Linked DNA regions of Mus musculus: region 1 is linked to region 2. The links are chromatin contacts, called in public ChIA-PET maps. All regions are on one chromosome and are shown on one strand. The core of a region is the stretch at or near the end of the contact, and the rest is flanking DNA. Distances in the headings are between cores, read along the strand shown.

Evidence for each region. ChIA-PET counts read pairs in DNA pulled down with a chosen protein or histone mark.
Region 1: a contact with region 2 is called in an RNA polymerase II ChIA-PET map of memory CD8 T cells, with 5 read pairs. The contact joins the enhancer-like site here to the promoter of Mxd1 in region 2. A contact is called at or near these places in 4 of 39 promoter capture datasets (the C10 cell line, hematopoietic stem and progenitor cells, hippocampal neurons and 1 more), 2 of 115 datasets of contacts at active chromatin or transcription factors (memory CD8 T cells and microglia) and 2 of 9 other capture datasets (liver and pancreatic islet).

The regions. Positions count from the first base shown.
Region 1 is chr6:86,917,987-86,922,590 of GRCm38.p6, forward strand. The region is part of intron 1 of Aak1 (AP2 associated kinase 1); the gene reads left to right. Among named protein-coding and RNA genes, the nearest start is that of Aak1, 71 kb to the left of the region's middle. Within about 2 kb of position 2,060, at least 10 of the 459 cell types and tissues checked have an H3K27ac peak or open chromatin away from gene starts, as enhancers often do. A contact at or near this core is called in memory CD8 T cells, where this site is marked.
Region 2 is chr6:86,667,189-86,671,623 of GRCm38.p6, forward strand. It overlaps Mxd1 (MAX dimerization protein 1), which reads right to left and starts at 1,971. Exons shown (of 6, transcript NM_010751.3): 1 at 1,748-1,971; 2 at 1,350-1,446. The coding sequence starts at 1,820.

The DNA of each region.
Region 1 (4,604 bases), core at 810-3,309, 250 kb after region 2:
CTTACATAGGGAAAGGTTGAGCTGCTTTGCTTGACGCTAGGAAGGATGCTGTGTGCATCCAGTCAGATTTCCCTTCCCATGTCCACTGTAGAACCTCAGCATAAAACATTGACCTTGATCTCCATGTCTGCAGTTAAGGGAATGGAGGCCAGAGAAACAGTGGTGGGCCAGGCCACCCTTTCATAAGCCCTCAGCTGATGCACTTCCACCTCGGCTAGGTCTCCCCTCCTGACTCTTTCAAAGACTCCTATTTCCTGATTCTCTCTTGGGTAATTCAAAGAGGAGCTGCACCCACCAAGCACACTCACGATGTTTGCTGCTATTTAAAGGGAGGCATGCTTGCATTGAGAGCCAAGAGTACCGAATGGGCCTGCAGGACCCATTCCTCCTTTTGGAATCCCTGTTCCTTTGACCTTTGTCTTGTTGATCTTAAGCAGGTAAATGCCATTCTCAAAGGTGTAGATAGGATCTGGGTTAGAAAGGTAGGTTTCTTTTTATGTGCAAAAAATAAGCTGGTGCCATATGTCAGATTTTTATTGCCTAGAATTTTGGCCCTGCTTAAAAATAACAGCAAAACCTCTTTGGCAGCCACTCAAAAAACCCTGTCTGAAAGTCAGGATGGGCGTCTGTCCAGCTTCTCAGTTCACACTTCTCATGCCTGCCCGGTTGCACCCAGCATTGCTCAGATAACCTCAGGGCTCTCTGTCTGTTACCTTTCCTCCCTGAGTGCAGGTCACTGCAGTAGGATATCCTAGGCTGCTGCCACCTTCCATGATTCCGTGTCTGATGAAGTGGCAGTAGAGGTCCTGCCTCCACTGCAGTACTGTTTATGGGTGTCGACTGTCAGGATGAAGTCCCAGGAAGATTTTCTTTGTTGTCTTTGAAAAGTTTCTCTTTGACATTGTGATCTTTTGTTGGTATGAGCACTGAGAGATTTTGCTCCAAGATTATATAATTTTCCCAGCCACGTGGAGAGACTGTAATCCATGCCCTGTGTACTTCACTGGCCTTACAAACACAGAAGCAGGGCCATCAGTTCTGTCCTAGCTTGTATCAGACGGATGCCTGTATTACAAATTCTCATTACCAGCAGAGAGCTAGACACTTTTGGTGTCTTTATGTATTTGAGAAGTAGAGGACCTCGTTGTGTCATTAATTTCTTTAGCACCTCCTTGAATCTGTGCTGATTGAAGCCTTTCTCAGGAAAGTATTAGGAAAGCAACTCATGTTAGGGCTTTCAGTGATATAGGATATGTTAGAAAATGCAAATGAAAATCACAGTCAGATGAGGACACATGAAAATGAATAGCTACAATGAAAAGATCTGTAACCATGGGCTGAGGAGGACATGGAATTAAAACTTCCATATGGCTGATAATCACTGTGAGGGACCATTAGGGTGGTTAAACTTGTCATGTGGCTGAGGAATGACTACGTATATGAAAAAGGCCTTCCTTCTGTACAGATGTTTAATTTATAATAGCACAAAGCTAGAGACATTTGCATGTCCTTCCATAGTGGATGGGTAAACTATGGGCGTCTGTACAATGAAACAGTTGAAAAAAAAAAAAGCCCAAAATTGCTGATACCTGTAACAATGAGACTGAATCTAGAAATATGCAGTAGGAAAGAAGCCAGGCATGAGAGTCTAAGCTGTGTGATTCTATTTAGGCCAAGCAAAGCTCAGGTACAGAGAAACTAGAGCTCACATTGCAGGGTTTGAGGAAGAAGAGGAAAGAACGATCTGCAGAAGCCGCTCCCTGTTGTGATGGTTGTGGGAGTGCATGATGCTGTAAGGCCATTGTGATGTGTGTACAGTTGGTTTACAAAGAAAACCACAAATAGATGAGGGGTCTTGTGGAATTTCTTGCTAATTACCTCTGTGTTCTTGAATGGAGAACTTAATCCTTCTTTGTCTATTTTATGTAGGGGGAAATAGCCACATGGAAATTCTGGGTCTTTTCTGGCAAGAACTTGCTAACCAATATATACTCATGTATTGGAGTTTGCTTACAAGTATTCTTTTAAGGTTTGGAACATTTACTATGTTGTTTCCTGTCTCTGCATATCAGTAAGATGAAGGGTTTAGATTAGATCAGAGGCAGAATACTGGAAGCTCAGAGTCTGTAAAGTGTTTAGCTTCTGTAGTGATGTTATTTACCGTTAATATAAAATGTGACTTATTGCTTATGTTTAAATCTAGAGTTTTCAAATAAAATTTGGGTTTCCATTTTAGGTTTTTTAAATTTTTCTTTTCTCATTCATTCATTCATTCATTCATTCATTGACTCATTCATTTTGGGGAGGGACATGTGGAAGTCAGAGGACAACTGTAGGAATCAGCTCTTTCCTTCCTTTTTGTAGGTGACAGCGATTGTACTCATTTGGTCAGGCTTAGTTTTGGATACCTTTACCAGCTGAGCCATCTCTGGCCCTGTATCTCCTCACCTTTAGAAATTAACATTGCTGATTGGAGTGGTGGTAGTGGTGGTGGGGATGGGAGTAGCTCACTTGGTACAGTGCTTCCTGTGTAAACATGAAGATCAGAGTTAAATCCCCAGCTCCCATATAAAAATCCAGGCATGGTGGGGCATGCTTGTAATCCCAGCATTAGGGAAGGAAAGATGGTAGGGTTCTGGGGGCCCCGTGGGCCAGATTTAGCCTAGTTGGCAAACTCCACCCAGTGAGAGACCCTGTGTTACAAAGCAAGGCAAGCAGCTCCTGCAGAACCACATCTAAGATTGCCTCTGGTTCCCACATGCACATGCGTGGACATTATCCATGTGCCTGCATGCGATGGCAGCCCTCACAGCCATTTGTACTTCGTTTTCCATGATCTCTGCCACACTTTTCTACTCTCTATGGTAAAAATTAAGAGGGAAATGAATTCAGTATTGAATTTTCACTATGTGGTAAGCATTGTTTTAAGGTGAGATGATCTGGTGGGTGGAGGAACCGACCACATAGACACAGTACTAAACTCACAATGAGTTACAAATAGTAACTTCTGTTCTGGTCAAAAATTAAAAACGAAAGTGGCTGCCAGGCAGTGGTGGTACAAGCCTTTAATCCCAGTACTGGGGAAACAGAGGCACATGGGTCTCTGTGAGTTTAAGGCCAGCATGGTCTAAAGAGCAAGTTCCAAGAAAGCCAGGGCTACACAGAGAAACCCTGTCTCAAAAACAAACAAACCAATAACAAACAAACAAACAAAAAACCAAAACTGGGTGTTATATTTCACACATATAAACCCCAGAACTCAGAAGGCTGAGGCAGGAGGATTACTATGAGTTTGAAGCCTGCCTGGGCTACAAGAGGAATTTTGGGTCAGACTAGACTAGAGTGAGTAGCCTGCTTCAACAAATAACTAGAAATTGAGGACAAGAAAGGTACAATGTTGGGAGATATGAAAGAAGTATATTATATGATGTGTGGTTGTGCCATAGTGAAACTCACTCTTCTGTAAGTTAATATAGATTGATATAAAAAATAGACCAGAGTGCTGTATATTTGAGGGAAAATAGAAGACTATATGATTCTTTTTGTAAATTACATCAATGCCCACATTCTTAAGAGTTTGTCAAGTGTGACAGTATGAAAGTTACCCTCCTGCCTCTTCTGCTTTACTTCACAGATGGAGCCCCTTTCCCTTGGGAAGTAAGAGCAGCACAGGCCACATGCGTTCTTACTCTGTCTGAAGCATCCTCAGTTGGCTTTGGAGACTGAGAGTTGTTCCCCTGATCCATTGGGGAGGGGGGAGGGGGCCGTGCTGGGGAAGTGCTGCCTGCTACCTTTCCTTCTCGCCTAGTAGTTCACTCCATTTGTTCCACAGTGCACTGTGAGTGGCTGTCACTGTTAGAATGACAAATCTTACTAGGTTTTGATTTTGATCTTATAGTTGATTCTTTTCCATTTACACATGGACCCTTTTATAGGCATAGGTGCTTAATAGTATGGCTCTGACTCTGTTGGGTATAGTGATCCTTTGCTTTGCTCTAAGAGTTATCATGATTGTAGGTATTGCAGATCTGGTCTGGCCTGCTGAGTTTTCAGCCCTAGCTGGAGAGGTCATGTTTCTGCAGCACTGCTCCCATCTGGTGGCCGTTATCTCTCATTGCAACTGCATGGCCTGCTTCAGAACGGAGTGGCTTGTCCTCCGGGATGTTAGGCACCACACCTTAAAATGCCTTTAAAATACAAATTCTTGCGAGTGGGAACATTCATCAACTCTTTTTTTTTTTTTTTTAAAGATTTATTTATTTATTATATGTAAGTACACTGTAGCTGTCTTCAGACACACCAGAAGAGGGCATCAGATCTCATTACGGGTGGTTGTGAGCCACCATGTGGTTGCTGGGATTTGAACTTCGGACCTTCGGAAGAGCAGTCGGGTGCTCTTACCCACTGAGCCATCTCACCAGCCCCCCATTCATCAACTCTTTAGGCAAGAAAGGCAAAAACTGTGATGAACAAACTATGAACTAATGTGTATATTTGTAAGTCATTTTTTAAAACCTTGCAGAGCCCGAGCTGTCAATGAAATGAAGGGTTACTTATTTCCAGTGAAGGAAATACTCATTTGCCCACTTAATTCAGCTTTGCCT
Region 2 (4,435 bases), core at 721-3,220:
TTTGAAGTCCTTCTGTTACAAAGGCAGCAGAGCCTTTTCTGATGCTGCTGTCTGACTCACGTCAGTGTGCGCATGCTCCTTCAAGGCAGCGATGCCTGTGTACAGTGCTGCTGACTACCACCAGGCTATGCTAGATGAGAAGACAAGGAAAACCCACCAGGTAATTACCAGGTCAGGTCCACCCTTCCGGTGCTTTAGTCAGGAGCGTGGCCAAGTGTGCTGCTCAGTCTATGATCACAACACTAAGGACTAGGAACGGGGTGAACCAAGGACAAGGTGGGTGAATCTGAGGCGTGAGTGGGAACCTCCTGGGGTGTAGTGGTCTGTATTAAGCCACAGGGGCTACACATATAGTGCTTGTGGGAGTTACTCATGAGAAGGAGGGATGAGGATTCTAAATTGATGAAAATGTCATTTTAGTTGATAGGCAGAAAGACATAATTGAATAGCTCAAGATACACAGACTCCTACCAACTTGTTAGTGGTTTTGTTTTTGTTTTCTGAGACAGGGTCTCACTGTGTAGCCCTGGCTCACATGGAATTCCCTAGGTAGATCAAGCTGGCCTCCAAATCACAGAGATCCACCTGCCTGAGTGCTCCTGAGAGTTGGGATTAAAGATGTGCACCATCATGCCCAGCTACAACTAGTATTTTAAGAGCAAGGAGGGGGACATAGGGACAGTAACAAAGATGAAATGTTATTGTGGATCAGGGACTGTGAGTTCCCAGCCATTAACTAAACACTGGTGAAATTCACAGCTTTTGAGGGCTATGAGGTAATCTCTGAGGCTAACAGGAAAAGGCTGCAACTTGCTGACATCTTAGTGTAGCATGCATCTTCTCACAGAAGTGGGTTCTACCCTCAATCACTCTGCTCAGCCACCAGGAAGAGAGGTCACAATTGGGTTACCAGGCAAACTACTGCATTTAATGTACACATTAAATATAAATTTCTACCACCTGTGTCAGGCCAGATACTTCATTTATAAAATCTCTATTAACAAGCAAAATCAACTGATACCATGCCACATTTTGAATTAAAGGAAACTCTTGCTTGTAAAGCAGGCAAACACAGTAACCCTGCTGCCAGACCTGCCTGGAGCAGCCACAGAGCTTTGCTTTGTTCAGACGGTAAAAAGCAGAATTAATCTTGCTTTAAAAAGTCACACTGAAATGTTAGACATTCCTATTTTTCTCCTCTGTTTCCTCAACTTAAAAAGAAGGACTGCTTGGCACCATGAACACATTACTGAACCCTCAATGTATCTGTAGGGCTAGAATCCTGTAAGTCAACTAACAATCAGCCTTGGTCATTTTAGCTACAGAGAAGGGGAACATTGAACAGTTACCTGCTACTGGTGCTGTTCTTCTTGGGCTTGTTCCTCCGTTTGAAGGCATCTCTGTCCTTGCTGTATGGCAGCATGGAGGCATACCCATGTTCAGCTTCTAAAAAACCGAGGGGTCCCGTTAATAAGTGGGCCCAGAGCAACTGACACCCTGTCCCCGCGTCCGTCTGTCTGTCGGAGTCCGGGACACCGGGCGGGAGCAGGCAGGCGGAATTCTGAGAACAATGCCTGCTCTTTCCTGGCGTGGACGCCCTCGGTTCGGAGCAGGTGTGGAAGGTTCCAGCTGCTCGCCGCCCCCCGCGCTCGGCTTTGGGGCGCGGGCTCGGGGGTTGGCGCTCGCGGCCGGCCCGCGCCCCAACCACCCCAGCGGCCGCCCGCCCGGCCCGCAGCCCGCCGTGCACCTCTCTCCCGCCGCTCCAGGTAGTCGGCCGCCTCCAGCAGCAGCTGGATGTTCATCCCGACGGCTGTCGCCATCCTGCACCCGGCGGGCCGCCTCTCCGTGCCCGCGGGCCACCGGCCGGGAACACCGAGGAGCCGCCGCGCTGGCCAGCCAGGAGGGGCAGCGATGGGACAGCACGGAGACAGGAGCCCAGCCGCCACCGCCGAGTGTTTATCCCGACTCGCCGCCGCCCGCCCCCGGCCCCGTCCCTTGACAGGCCCGCGGCGGCGGCGTGCCTCATTGGGCCGCCCGCGGCCCGGCCCGCCCCCGGCCCTCCGCGATTGGGGAAGTGCCCGCGGCCCCGCCCCAGAAGCCCGCTTCCCCCGCCGGTTGGCCGGGCTTGACAAGGCCCGGGCTCCGCCCCCCACGCCCCATTGGCTGCAGGACTCGCAACTCCGCCTCGTGCTTCAGCCTGCCTCCCATTGGCTCTACGCCGATAGCCGGGCCCCCTTGGGCTCTCCGGGTATTGGGCAAGTACAGTATAGGGAATGCCGCTGCGCCCGCGCCTCATTGGCCTAATCCTCGGAAACCTCCCGGCTACGATGACGTCACCTCTCTGCCCAAGCAGCGGCCCACTCCCGTGCTGCTGATTGGCTACAAGGCAGGAGGGCAGGGCGGGTCCCCGCCCACTGGCCGCCGACCTGTTGCCCACTGTCTCCGGGGAGAACTTCAGGCCTAGCTGGGGACCTCAGCAGATGGTGGCACCTAGCTCCCACCCCAGGGGTTGGGGGAAAACAGCCGGCTCCCGTATACCACACTCGCACCGAGTGACCTGGTGCATAGAGTAAGGCTGAACCCGAGGCCATCCCTTCCATCCCAGAGGAAAACACTTCAGAGCAGGCCTCTCCCCAAGGCCACCAGCACCCACAGGAAAGCTCACTTTGTAAACACAGGTCCTTGAGCATCGCGACTTTTGAAATGAGAGCTTATTCGAGACTTACAGTGTAATGTCAACATATTCAATTTAAATGGCAGGAATAAAGCTAATGGGTAAGAAGTCTGAAAACTGAAATGAGCAGGGGAGTTTAAAATGAAACGTATGAGTGTTGTCAGTATACAGTTTTAGCTTTCTCTGTATGCATATGTCAGGTAATCCACCTAGAGGGTTCCCATCCCTCAGGACAACCTGTGAGGGTTGTCATCCTTAGTTACATTTGCACATGAAGAAAGAGGCTCAGAGACAAATAACGTTCCTGTTTCCCCTTGGCTTGGAGAAAGACCTGAACCCCTGTAATCTCATCCACAACTGCCCAGGCAATCCTCTGACTTATAGTTATACAAAAACAAGACGAAACAAAACAAAACGATCCCAACAACAATAACAACAACAAAATGGCAGGTATCCAGAACTGCAGACAGCCACAGAACTAAATTCAAACCGCCATTACACACAACAGATTTGGGTGCGATGGAGAGGCCATGTTCCTGGTATGTTCAAGGATCCAATCAAGGGCTCTATGCTGACACACACACTGAAGGCAGTTTTTCATGAGGACATGGAACTTGGAAATGAGAATGTGGAAAAGAACCACTTGGAATATTTTAAAATTGTATGCTGTTTGTTAAATAAGGTTAAAAATTAAAGTATCATATGCAACTATTAAAGTAACCAACTTAATATTCATAAAATGCTTTGTTTCAGCCATTTTAACATCTTGGGTTCCACACTTTCATATTTCCTCCCAAGTTTACTGTGAATATATAACATCTTTTCAGTCTTCTCTTTCTGCTCTCAGCAACTTATTTCAATCCAGTCCTATTTCAGGATCATAATTCTACCCCTACAGTCACTCTAACGGAAAAGCCACACATTTCTTTTTAAAGGGGTGGTCAGCGTTTGAAACCCAAGCCAGAGAGACTATTTAAAGCAAGTAAGTTAAGCACAAACACGTCTAAATTCAACTCCAAACAAAAATACTCAATCACATAAACACCAGAGAGACTAAGAAATATGGCAATCTCCTTTCTTGGTGGCAAGAATAGGATTGCTTACACCAACTAGGACTTGCAGTTAGGAACAGAGTATCTAGCGCCATCTACTGGCAGTGAAGCAGTAAGTGGAAAACAAAGGGTGAACCAGCTCAGTCCTCTCCTATAACCCAACATGGTCAGTCACTATGGAAGCATGAACTGCTAAGTAGGCCTTGCCTCCCAAACATGAGAGTTCTAAAATGTGTGGGCCCCAGCTCTACGCCAATAGTTTAATACAAATGATGCATGTGATAGCACAAGAAAGGTGCTTTTCAGCATGCAAGATAAAACTAGGAACTGAGTAGTTAAATGGAGAAACCCAACTGTATGTATGACATGGTTGTCTATCTAGTCACTCAGTCCCACAGTCTGGCTCCCGGCCTCCCATGGCTCCAGCTGGGTGGAGGTCATTGCCAATGCTGAGCTCATCTCATATGGGACCCAAGGGGCTGCTTTGTAGAGCACCTCAGAACTTCATCCTCCACAGCACTCAACTGCCTGAAAGGCCTAGGCTGTGGGAATTAAAACTCTCTTCACAACCAAGTTTATAAAGACAGTATGAGATGAATTTTGTCTTCTATGTTTTTGAGGAATTTATGTCATTTCTTGGTGTAGCAAATATCCAAACAGGACATTTTTGTTTTAATATGAACCCTTTGCTGATGTTGCTTTAAACATT